Regions from separate parts of the Hordeum vulgare genome. Here region 2 is linked to region 1. Evidence: chromatin contacts called from public Hi-C data. All regions are on one chromosome and are shown on one strand. Each heading gives the region's core, a stretch centred on a gene start, on an enhancer-like site or on the middle of the called end of the contact. The rest is flanking DNA. Distances are from core to core; before and after follow the strand shown.

Evidence for each region. Hi-C and Micro-C count contacts between places; a contact is called where the count stands out from the background.
Region 2: a contact with region 1 is called in a Hi-C map of seedling, with 4 times the contacts expected there. The contact joins two enhancer-like sites. A contact is called at or near these places in 3 of 6 Hi-C or Micro-C datasets (leaf and seedling).

The regions. Positions count from the first base shown.
Region 1 is chr2H:87,075,676-87,080,619 of MorexV3_pseudomolecules_assembly, forward strand. No RefSeq gene overlaps it. Among protein-coding and RNA genes, the nearest start is that of LOC123425625, 230 kb to the left of the region's middle. Within about 2 kb of position 1,421, at least 3 of the 3 cell types and tissues checked have open chromatin away from gene starts, as enhancers often do. A contact at or near this core is called in leaf and seedling, where this site is marked.
Region 2 is chr2H:87,507,361-87,512,793 of MorexV3_pseudomolecules_assembly, forward strand. No RefSeq gene overlaps it. Among protein-coding and RNA genes, the nearest start is that of LOC123425225, 240 kb to the right of the region's middle. Within about 2 kb of position 3,386, at least 2 of the 3 cell types and tissues checked have open chromatin away from gene starts, as enhancers often do. A contact at or near this core is called in leaf and seedling, where this site is marked.

The DNA of each region.
Region 1 (4,944 bases), core at 171-2,670:
AGTTTTGAATTGTGATTTGTTTTATGAAACAAGAATCAAGGACAAATTTCGTGAACAAAACAATAAAATTATGAACTTTTTTTGAATCTGCAAACAAGTTTTGAAAACATGAACATTTTTCATATTTTGAATAAATTTTAAAACATGAACAAATTTCAAATCCTGAAAATATTATAAAATTGTGAACATTTTTTGGATTTTGAATATATTTTGAAACATGAATAAATTTCAAATTTGTGAACAAAGTTATAAAACTGTGAACATTTTCGAATCTATGAACAAATTTTGAACCATGAACATTTTTCGTATTGTGAACAAATTTTGAAACATGAAGAATTTTCGAATTCATGGACAAATTGTAAAATTGTGAACAAAATATAAAACATTAATAAATTTGAAATTCTTGAAGAAAATTATAAAATTGCGAACATTTATTAAATTGTGAGAAAAGTTTTCAACCATGAACATTTTTTAATTGTGAATTTGTTTTGAAATATGAACAAATTTTATATTCATGAACAAAATTATAAATTTTGAACATTTTTATTTATGTACAAATTTTGAAACATTTTTCGAATTATGTACAAATTTTGAAACATGAAAAAATTTAAAATTTCTGAAGAAAGTATAATATTGCGAACATTTTTTAATTGTAAACAAAATTTGAATCCACAAACATTTTACGAATTGTGAACAAATTTTGAAACCGTGAACATTTTTTAAATTTGAATAAATTTTGAAAGCATTAACAGTTTTTGAATTGTGCACAAAAAGAAAATTTGAAAAATATAAAACAAGAAAGGAAAAAACAAAGAGAAAAAGAAAACGAAAGAAAAGTGAGGAAAGCCGACTAAAAATAGGGAAACACCCTGCCGTCAGCCGCACTATAACTGTGCCGGCTCAAGTCTCGGTGCGACTGTGCAAAACCCCGACTATTTGCCATAGAGAGCGATGAATAGGGTTTTCCATATTTCTTAGCTTCTTAAAAAAAAATATTTCTCAGCCATTCACCAACTAGCGCACTCCTAGTTGGCCCGTGAGTTAGTAGTTGGCGAATGAACGAGGTTTTTTTCCTGAGATTATGAGCCAGTTTTTTGTGTGGCCTATTAATTCCGAGTTAGCGAATGAGTATGTTTTCGAATTTCTTATCCTTTTGAACCAAATGGGCATGTTTTTCGAGTTTCTGATTTTCCAAATTTCATAGTTCTTTACAAAATATTCAACGGTCAACGACTTCGGTCAACTGTCAGATCAGTTGTTAATGGTTGTTCCGTTGTGGTGAACATTACTATGAATAGCAGTGAACAAGCAATAGAAGGGACACCAATCGAGCCCAAGAATTGGCAACACTCTAACGAACCGCACCCCACATGAATTTCATGTGAGCACCCGGGAGCTTCCCAGCTGCGGTGACCATATATCGTATTAAGTGAGGTGGAAGGGATCTTTCGCTGAATGCGACATAGTATTTGGGCCGGCCCACTTCCCTCCCAGTTAAAGAAAAAAAGGCAGGAAGAAGTGGAGAATGAGGGATCGATCCCTGCTCCTCGAGGAAGAAGCAGGCTCACGTCGCCACCACGCCGCACTACTCACCTCGTTAGGTAAAGGGGGCCCGCCCTACTCGAATCGAGTCAAGCTGATTTTGCTTGTCTTCTTTGTTTTTTTTGTTCACCGGGTTTTTTCATTTTTCCTTTCCTTGGGTTTATTTTTTTCTTTTTATTTTTCAGTTTTCATTGTTTTTGTTTTTCTTGGTTTCTTTTTGTTTTTCATTCTAGATTTTTATATACATGATCAACATGTTTTCAAATACTTGATCAACATTATTATATACAAGATCAACATTTGTTTCAAATACTTTTTTAATATTATTGAAATATTTGTGCAACATTTTTATATACGTAATCAACATTTTCTCAAATATCAAAATCCTTGTTAAACATTTTCGAAATACTTCTTCAACATTTTTCATATACTTCTTAAATATTTGTTTATACACGATCAATATTTTAAAAAATATTTTTTCAACATTTTTAAAATACTTGCTCAACATTTTGTTAGCACTTGTTCTACATATTTAAATTTTTTATTCAAGGGTGTTTCTATAACATATATACTTACCCCGTCTGTTCCTAAATATAAATCTTTTTAGAAATTTCACTAGCAGACTACATAAGGATTAAAATGGATGAATCTACATTTTAAAATATGTCTATATACGTCTGCATGTGGTCTTTTAGTGAAACCTTTTAAAAGACTTATATTTAAAAATGAAGGGAGCATAATATTGTAACATATAAATAACAAATGTAAAAGTCAAAAATAAAACACAAAGCTTACAAAAAGATTGTGGCCTCCTGCGTTCGTGGGCCGGCATGGCTGGCTCTTCCCTTGCGCGAGTTCGAAGGCAGACTCGCTGAAAGGCGCGATGTAGGAGCACCCCTTCCGATCGCGTGAAATGCTAAAGAGGAGGTCTCTTGTAGTAGGGGATCCCTAAGAAGACTACAAATGGAGCACGTGAGCATTGGTGGACTTTACAAAAAATACAGAGTTCCAAATTGTAAAAAGAAGTTTTTTTCCCACATGCGCAAATACATATATAACACAATATAGTTTAATACATGGCTTAGACATAAAAAAAACAAATACATACATGGTAATGGGCCATTTTTTGTTTGTTGATTGGCCAAATTTTTGCTTTTTATGTGCAGCTTGCAAATCTTAATATTTTTGAAAGAAATTTTAAAGATCCACTGTGAATATGCATAAGTTTTCACAGATTTTTTTGCGTATTATTCTAAAACTTAGAAATATCATTGTTCAGTCACATGAAATAAAGTCCTCCAATGCCCCCGTTGTGATAGCCTGGATTATTAGGGATGATAGACTACTCATATCAATAAGAAATTTCTTCTTTTCCGGGAGCTCATTCGAACAAAACTCTCAGGTTAAGCGTACTTGGCTTGGAGTAGTTTTAGAATGGGTGACCGACCGAAAAGTTGATCCCGGGTGTGCATAAGTGAGGACAAAGTGCGCAGAAAAGACTAGTATTGATATATGGGACCAGTCTAGATCTCGTCAGGAGTAACGACCGCTATCTAGATCACGTCCACCAAAACTTCACTCTCGAGATCCCAGCCTTTACAATTGCTATCTAGCGCTTAACATGCCATTTAAAGTCTGATTGCTCCTTTTTACGTATGATTCGGCTCAACAGATAATTGTCTGCCCCAAAACGAGCCTCTCCCCACCACCGGTTCTCTCCAATTTTATCGGGTTGGTATATCAGGTTTTGTTTGTCACCAGTTTTTATTTTGGTTTATAAATGATTCTCTTTTTATCTTATATTTTCCTATTTCGTTTTTTGAACTTGAAAAAGAATATTGGACAAAAAAAAGTAAAACAGGAACGAAAAAGAAGATCAGGAAAAAACCTAACAGTGGGCTCACCCATCTCCCGCGCTCGGGGTAGATCAAGGTGTGAAGCCTCGACTATGTGCCAACAGGAGCGGTACATAGGATTTTTACTGCCCTCTCTTTGGTTACCTAATTTGTTTTAGAAAAAAGTACAAATTCATATGGCTTGTTGGGCCTTGTTGTGCTGCCCCATAATGTCACCCGGGATGTAAGGGATGTCGAGATCATTTGTTATGGGTTATCCTTTGCAAAGGTTACTTTGCACCTTCTTTGGCACCGACAAGCTGGGACACTGTATGCGCGAGTTGTTGCAACGTGAGGGTTTTTTCCTTTTTCACAGATTAGTTTTTCAAAGCATTTTATCTATTGAATCTTGCATCCAAATCTCAAACCATTTCACCGTTGAATTTCCCGCGATAAGATTTTCGAAACCACATCCCATGTTAATAGATTTTAGCAAACTTTATTTTATGAAAAAAGGGAATAAGAAAACCGGAAAACAATAAAAATGCAAAAAATAACGAGAAAACAATTGTAACCAGAAAAAAGTTTGAAGCTTGGGAAAGAAAATTTACAACCAAAGAAAACCCAGGACCCAAAAGCACAATTATGCTTTTCACATTTTCTAAGCACAACTGTGCTTTTCCCTTTTCAGGAAGCATAGGTGTGCTTCTCACAGAAGCACAAGTTATGTTATTTCATTTATGAGGAAACACATTTCTGTTTCTCATGAAAGCAGATATTATGTTTTTTCTCTTTTTTGGGGTAGCACAACTGTGTTTCTCATGGAAGCATGTGTTTTTTTTTGTGAAAGCACAACTGTGCTTTTCGCTAAAAGGCACTATGTCTCAAAAATATCCCGTCAAAACCTATGAAAAAAATAAGCAAAACCCAGAAAAACACACACACAAAAAAAACATCCTAAAACCCGAAAGCACATTAAAACAATAATAACAAAACCAAAATTCAGAGGGAGCACATAAAATAATAGTAACAAAACCATTTGGCGCGTTTGTAGAAAAAAATGGGCCTTGTGGGAGCCACCCAACAGGTTAGGTGCTCCTTTGCCCATCTAGCGAAATATAGGCCGCATGCTATGCTGCCGCGCTGGACCAAGGCAGCCCTGAGGCCGCCGAATGGATTTCTGGTTGAGGTTTTGTATCTGTTTTCTTATGTTATTTCGGCAAACATATCTTTCTAGTTTTGACACACCCATTTGGAACCTCAACAACACACCTCTGTACATTGTCCGTAAACTAATATAAAAGCATTTATATCATTAAAATAATAATATAATATTAATTTACAGATGGAGTACATGCTACATGATTCATACCATTTTTTTGTCCTCCTAGTAGCACAAAGGAAAAGGCATTCGCATCCGGACAATCTTGCTCAAGATGCAGCCGCACCTGAATGACTGCAGAGGCGTAGAATATTTCCCTGCTCTGCTTTTTACTGGTGCCCCTTTTATCATCTCCTTGGCAAAAAAATCGTAGATTATATCATCTGGGTAACAACGTTGGGTCCA
Region 2 (5,433 bases), core at 2,136-4,635, 430 kb after region 1:
GTTGGCTCCCTACACCCGTGTCCACTCTCTGGCCGGTGGTGCGCCGTGCTCCATGCATATGCATGCATGCATGATGCATCCATGCATGTGCGTCACCTGACACACGTAGCCGCGCGGCAATGATCGATCTGGCCGGTTCTTGCTCTCATTTTTGACCCGGCCATGCATGGACTCGGGTCCTTGCCTTCTCTCTCTAGGATCCGGGGCGGGCTACACGAAGGCTCGCTTCACATGCATGCAAATGCGACCACGACCCTTGAGCTCGGCTGGAATGTTTTCCCTTGGACTCGTGCCGGGACATGGGAATATTCGGATGCTTTCGGGTACAGATGCAAGTGCATCAAGTCAATCAACTTGCAAAGGAGAGCGTACGACCTTCTTTTGGGGATCCCTAAACAATGGGCCCCCGGGCTTGCGCGCCATACAAGTGTCTCCCCGCTCCTGGTTTCTCGCCTCAGTTACCGTCGTGTCCTTCCATTAAACTACTCCCACTCCAGATGCCGCTCATTATATTACCTCCGTCATGCACAAACCGAGAATTGGGCGACCTAACTGCAAGATTAGTGAGAGAAAGGTGAGCTTCTTCTTCCTCAAGAAATTCGTCTTGCTTTTGTCTCTCTCCTCCTTGGCCGGTTGCCTCACAAAGCTAGCTACCCATGCATGATGTGTCGTCTATGTGAGGACACAGGGGGAAGGGGCACCTCGGTCGCTCCTCTCTCTCTCTCTCTCTCCGCGACCGAACGAGACGGCTTTGTTATTGTCGTCATGTTAATTGTCAAGATACGAGACGTCAAAGATAAATTAGATACGGCGTTATGTATCAGTTTTCAAACCCCCGACAGATCAGCAATACGTGCATAGGGCAACATTGCGACGACAGATGTTGCTTCGGTGAATATACTACTAATTAAACTTCAAGATCTGGAGAAGTGAACCGAGTACTTTCCTCGTCACCTACCTGGGGGATTCAATGCATGCGCTACGTACCGACACAACACGTACTCCACTAGTTTGTATTCAGGTTCCTGTCATGAGTCATCACGTACGTGTGGACCGTGACGGGTAGCTAGCTAGCTGTATTGGCCGGTGCTGCTCTCCGTCGATCTCGAGGTCCCAAGACTCGTTCAGTGTGTGCGTTTTGTCAGTGGGTGTGTTCTCTACGCTTCAGAAAGATATCCTTGTCTTCTTTATATATCTTGCTAGGCTGCTAGCTACTAGGAGTAGTATACATGTGTGAGAAGGAAGGAAGGAAGGAAGGAAGGCAAGAGATTGCCAACTGACTAAAGCTTCATCGTTCAAGTAATGCATGGGGAGTTGGGGACAAACAAAATAAACAAATGAATACAATGCGATGAATGGGGGGTATATGATGTCAGGGATTACCTCTCTCGCTGTGAACGCTTGGTTTTCTCTTCTTCTTCCTGAAGGCATGAGGGTATATATCATGGAGAATATATTTTTGTAGATGCCCGTTTGAACGAAGAACTAGGCCACTTTCTCCTTTCCGGGCGGCGGTTTGCGTGCATGGCGATGGCTTGTGAGGTTGGCGAACATGCATACGGCGGCTTTGACCGCCTGGCCGGCGTGGAACAATGGGTGATAATAGTTTACGTCAAAAGTACACCCAAGGCCATGAAGCGTGCATTATTTTTATTTTACCGCGCATGCATGCACTGAGAGCACGTTCCCCTTGAGCCTAGAATCTTGCCGGCGACTGAGAGGAGTCGCGCAAGCACAAGGCATGCGCTGTCTAGAATCTTGTAGGCCCAAGAGGAATATACACCCACTATACTTGTTTTCCGTGCTGGTCCGATCCAATTAAAACACACTAGATCGAATCCATACACCATACTACTTGTAGGCCAAGAAAGAAAGAATGCAAACCAGCTGTTCATCAGATCTCTCCAGTGCGTGTCGATCGACGACGCATGCATGCATTCATGGATTCACTCGATCGTTCAGTTCCAGGTGCTGCCTAGCTGTTCTCATCAATGGATGTCCCTGGCACCTTGCTCATGATCAACGACAAAGATTTTCTGTTCCACAGCTCCAATTCTGTTACGATACGGTCGGCCGTGTCGGGGCCTTGACAGCTGTACACCCAGTGCGCGTATATGTGAAATTGGTCCTGCAAGTTGTGCTTTCGCTGTTTCAGGGAAAGAACGTGTAAGAAGCAACTCAAGAGGTAAATTTGTTACTACTGTACATTTGCAAGCAAGCATATGGTAAGATTCATGGAGTGAGTTAGTAGACTTGGACGACTTAGAGTTGTGTACAAGCGCTGCAATGCAAAAGGGTACGTGTGGACCTCCCCGGCCGTTTGGCCAACTAGAGGAAATGCCGACACATATGGTAACTTCACATGCGATTTTAATAAAGCAGGCCTCCCTGCCTCCAAAGTCTAAAGTTTTGGCACGATCCCTGGAGGTACATGCATATATATGCATTGTGTGGTCTGTGGTCTGTGGTGTGTGTGTGGGCGCACGCGACCGTCGACGACCGAATTAACTACGTGCAACTTTGACGAGCGAATCTTAGGAACCGGTGTAACTTGAATAATGCCCGCGAAATGCCTGTGAAACTTCTGCATGTAGTCCACCTAAATGCAGGACGAATGAGTAGTAGTAATTATTGTATGTCAGTGCCCGTGGAGCGTGTGTAGAAGCTTAGCAAGAAACAACTTCTTACTTGTAGGGCGTCAAAAACAAAAGGAGAAAAAAATAGTGCTCACCAAGAGATTTCATTCTTTCTCTTTTCCTGGAAGTGACAACACTTGCCAAACAGCCAATGCATGAATTCTTTGCCCCGAAGACATCCACCATGAGTCACCCTAGCAACGCATGCTCTGATTAACAATCATGCATGTCGTTAGTGGGCAAGCGCCACGCATCCGTGACACGGCGCATACAAGCAGCAGCCCATAGATACGACGATGTTTCCCGGGGGCGGTATGTAGCTACCGCTGCAGGTATCGATCCCTAGAAAGTTTGGAGAAGTTGTGTGTGGCACGGGGAATGCCAGCGCCACCGTTACTAGGCTGCCCAAAAGGCAGCGGAAGCCGCGCAGAAAAAGCTAGGCAAAATGCTCGCCCGCGCTCGCGTCCAAGATCTTGGCCCGGTTATTACAGTACTACGCACGTAGTACCATCATCAGAAAATACAATGGGGTGATGGAAAAGAAAGCGTAGTTGGTCAGAGGCAGCATTTCAAAGCCGGCCGCTCCTGCAGCAGCAGGCCAGCAAACAAGGAACTCGCCGTACGGCTGCGGGCCGGCCCCCACATGGCGGTCAGGGTCAAGCGATCAAATCAGACCAGTTCGACCAGGGCCTAGCAGGGGCTCGGCCCCGGCCGCGCGCTCGCAGCACGGAGGGACACGTGGCGTATTTTGTGTGGGGGCCGGCGCGTGCCAGATGGCATGGCGACAACGTGGACGGATGGGTCAGACCATGTTTGTCTCTCACGACCGACCCACCGACCGGTGGGCCCCATACCGCCCTAACAGCCGTCTTGATATTATTAATTTTCTAATATAACTGCACATTATAGTTTTTTTCTACGAATAAACGTCACTACAACAATCCAGCCAATTTACATTTTTTTGTTAAAACAACGGCATCCTGTCCTGTTTATCACCATGGTTCACACGTGTACTGGTATACAACAGTACTCTCGGGGGTATTTATTTTGGAACGGGAAAGTGGCATTTAACCAGCGCTTTATCGTTTCCTTCTTCTATTCCTAATAACTGCCGCTTTTATCATTCTTTTCACATTTATAATAATCGTCCATTTAATCCAGTATATGTTTACAAACCAACGGGCGTCTTGTTGGGTTTTCATTTATGAAACTACTCCTGAATCCATGTCTTTGTTTCATTTCAAAAGGATTAATTCATTGGTAAGTTATGAGAGCTTAGCCATCTCATCAAAAAATTGGAGCATTCATTAATTTGTGAAATGTTGCCCTTGCATAGTATGATATGTTTCCAATGCCAACAAAAAGTAACCCATCCAATGTTATTTAAGATCTAGAAAAAACTGTCAAATAAAATGCACCCCAAGTAGAATTTCACAAGTACAACCATGCTGTTAGAACTCAGCGGGAGAGAAAACCACCATGATGTAAAAATAAACTCTATTGATCTCTTTCATTAATGATTAGGCTTATATATAATTTGAGAGGACGCAAGAGAGGGACGCGTCCGTTCCCGAACAGCGCATCGAGGGATGTGGTTGTTGCGGAGGGGCGGTTAGGACAAGGGGGGGGTCCCTTTAATTAAGTGTCTTAATTAAATCCTAACACTTCCCTTAATCTACTCTTGTCCAAGCCATATCATTATGTTGAAAAGAGGCTCCTCCGAAAACCCCGTGGGAAAAATGTGAGGAGTATAATATGTTGCCAAAACTCCTTCAAACCGAGTGGGAAAAATAAGGAGAAGATTATGCAACATATAATCGTTGTTGTCTTCTTTAACTCAATACGAGAAAACTCATAGAATCAAGAGAACAATAAATATGTCGTATATACTTTCCTAAAAAATCCGATGGGGAAAACTGAAAGTATGACATATGATCTTGTGTTGATATTACCTCATAAAAAACCTTCATGAGAACTTATATAGTAAACTCACGGAGGGAAAAAAATACTATAATACGATGCATTGAACATGAACAATTCACGAAGATACTCCCCCTAATTCTTGCAAATTTCAAAGCCGTCGCATACCAATTCCATGAACATATTTTTGGAACATAGATGTTGGTAGAGACTTCGTGAACAAATCAGTCACATGATTTGATTTGCTAGATATGCAATATAGCGATGTTGCTTATTGCGTAACATGTTTGCATCTGGCCAACACAAGAAACATTATCGTTGAAATAATGGTTGGTGGATGTAGCCATGAGGTCTATTTTGAAATCTCCACATGAGAGGGCTACCACACCTAGTAGAGACACTAAGCTTGTCCACGATCCGACATACTTGGGATCAGATCAATGCATCCAATGTATTGGTGTTCAGATTTCTCTCAAACTGGAAAGCCAGGACAAGATGTTTGATGCCTTTGGAGATATTGATAGGTATTCTTGAGTTCCAACCAAGTGTGTTTGGTGGATCCAATGACGTTATGGAACGCCGAGTCCTAATACCTCGTCTCCATCATCTCTTGGTCTAAAATAGGTCTTTCTCTATGTCTAGAGAATGAACTACCATGAGAGTTACGGATGGATAAGATTTGTCCACAATGAATTTCTCCAATATATTTTGGATATAGACACCATAGTATACCATAATGAATGAATGAAGGTACTCAAGTCGTAGTAACAAGCAGTAGTTTGGTTTACCCAAATCCTTCATTTTAAACTTCGTCATTTAGATGATTACACGTGTCATCATTGCAGACATACACACATGGGTAATCATCATTGTAGGA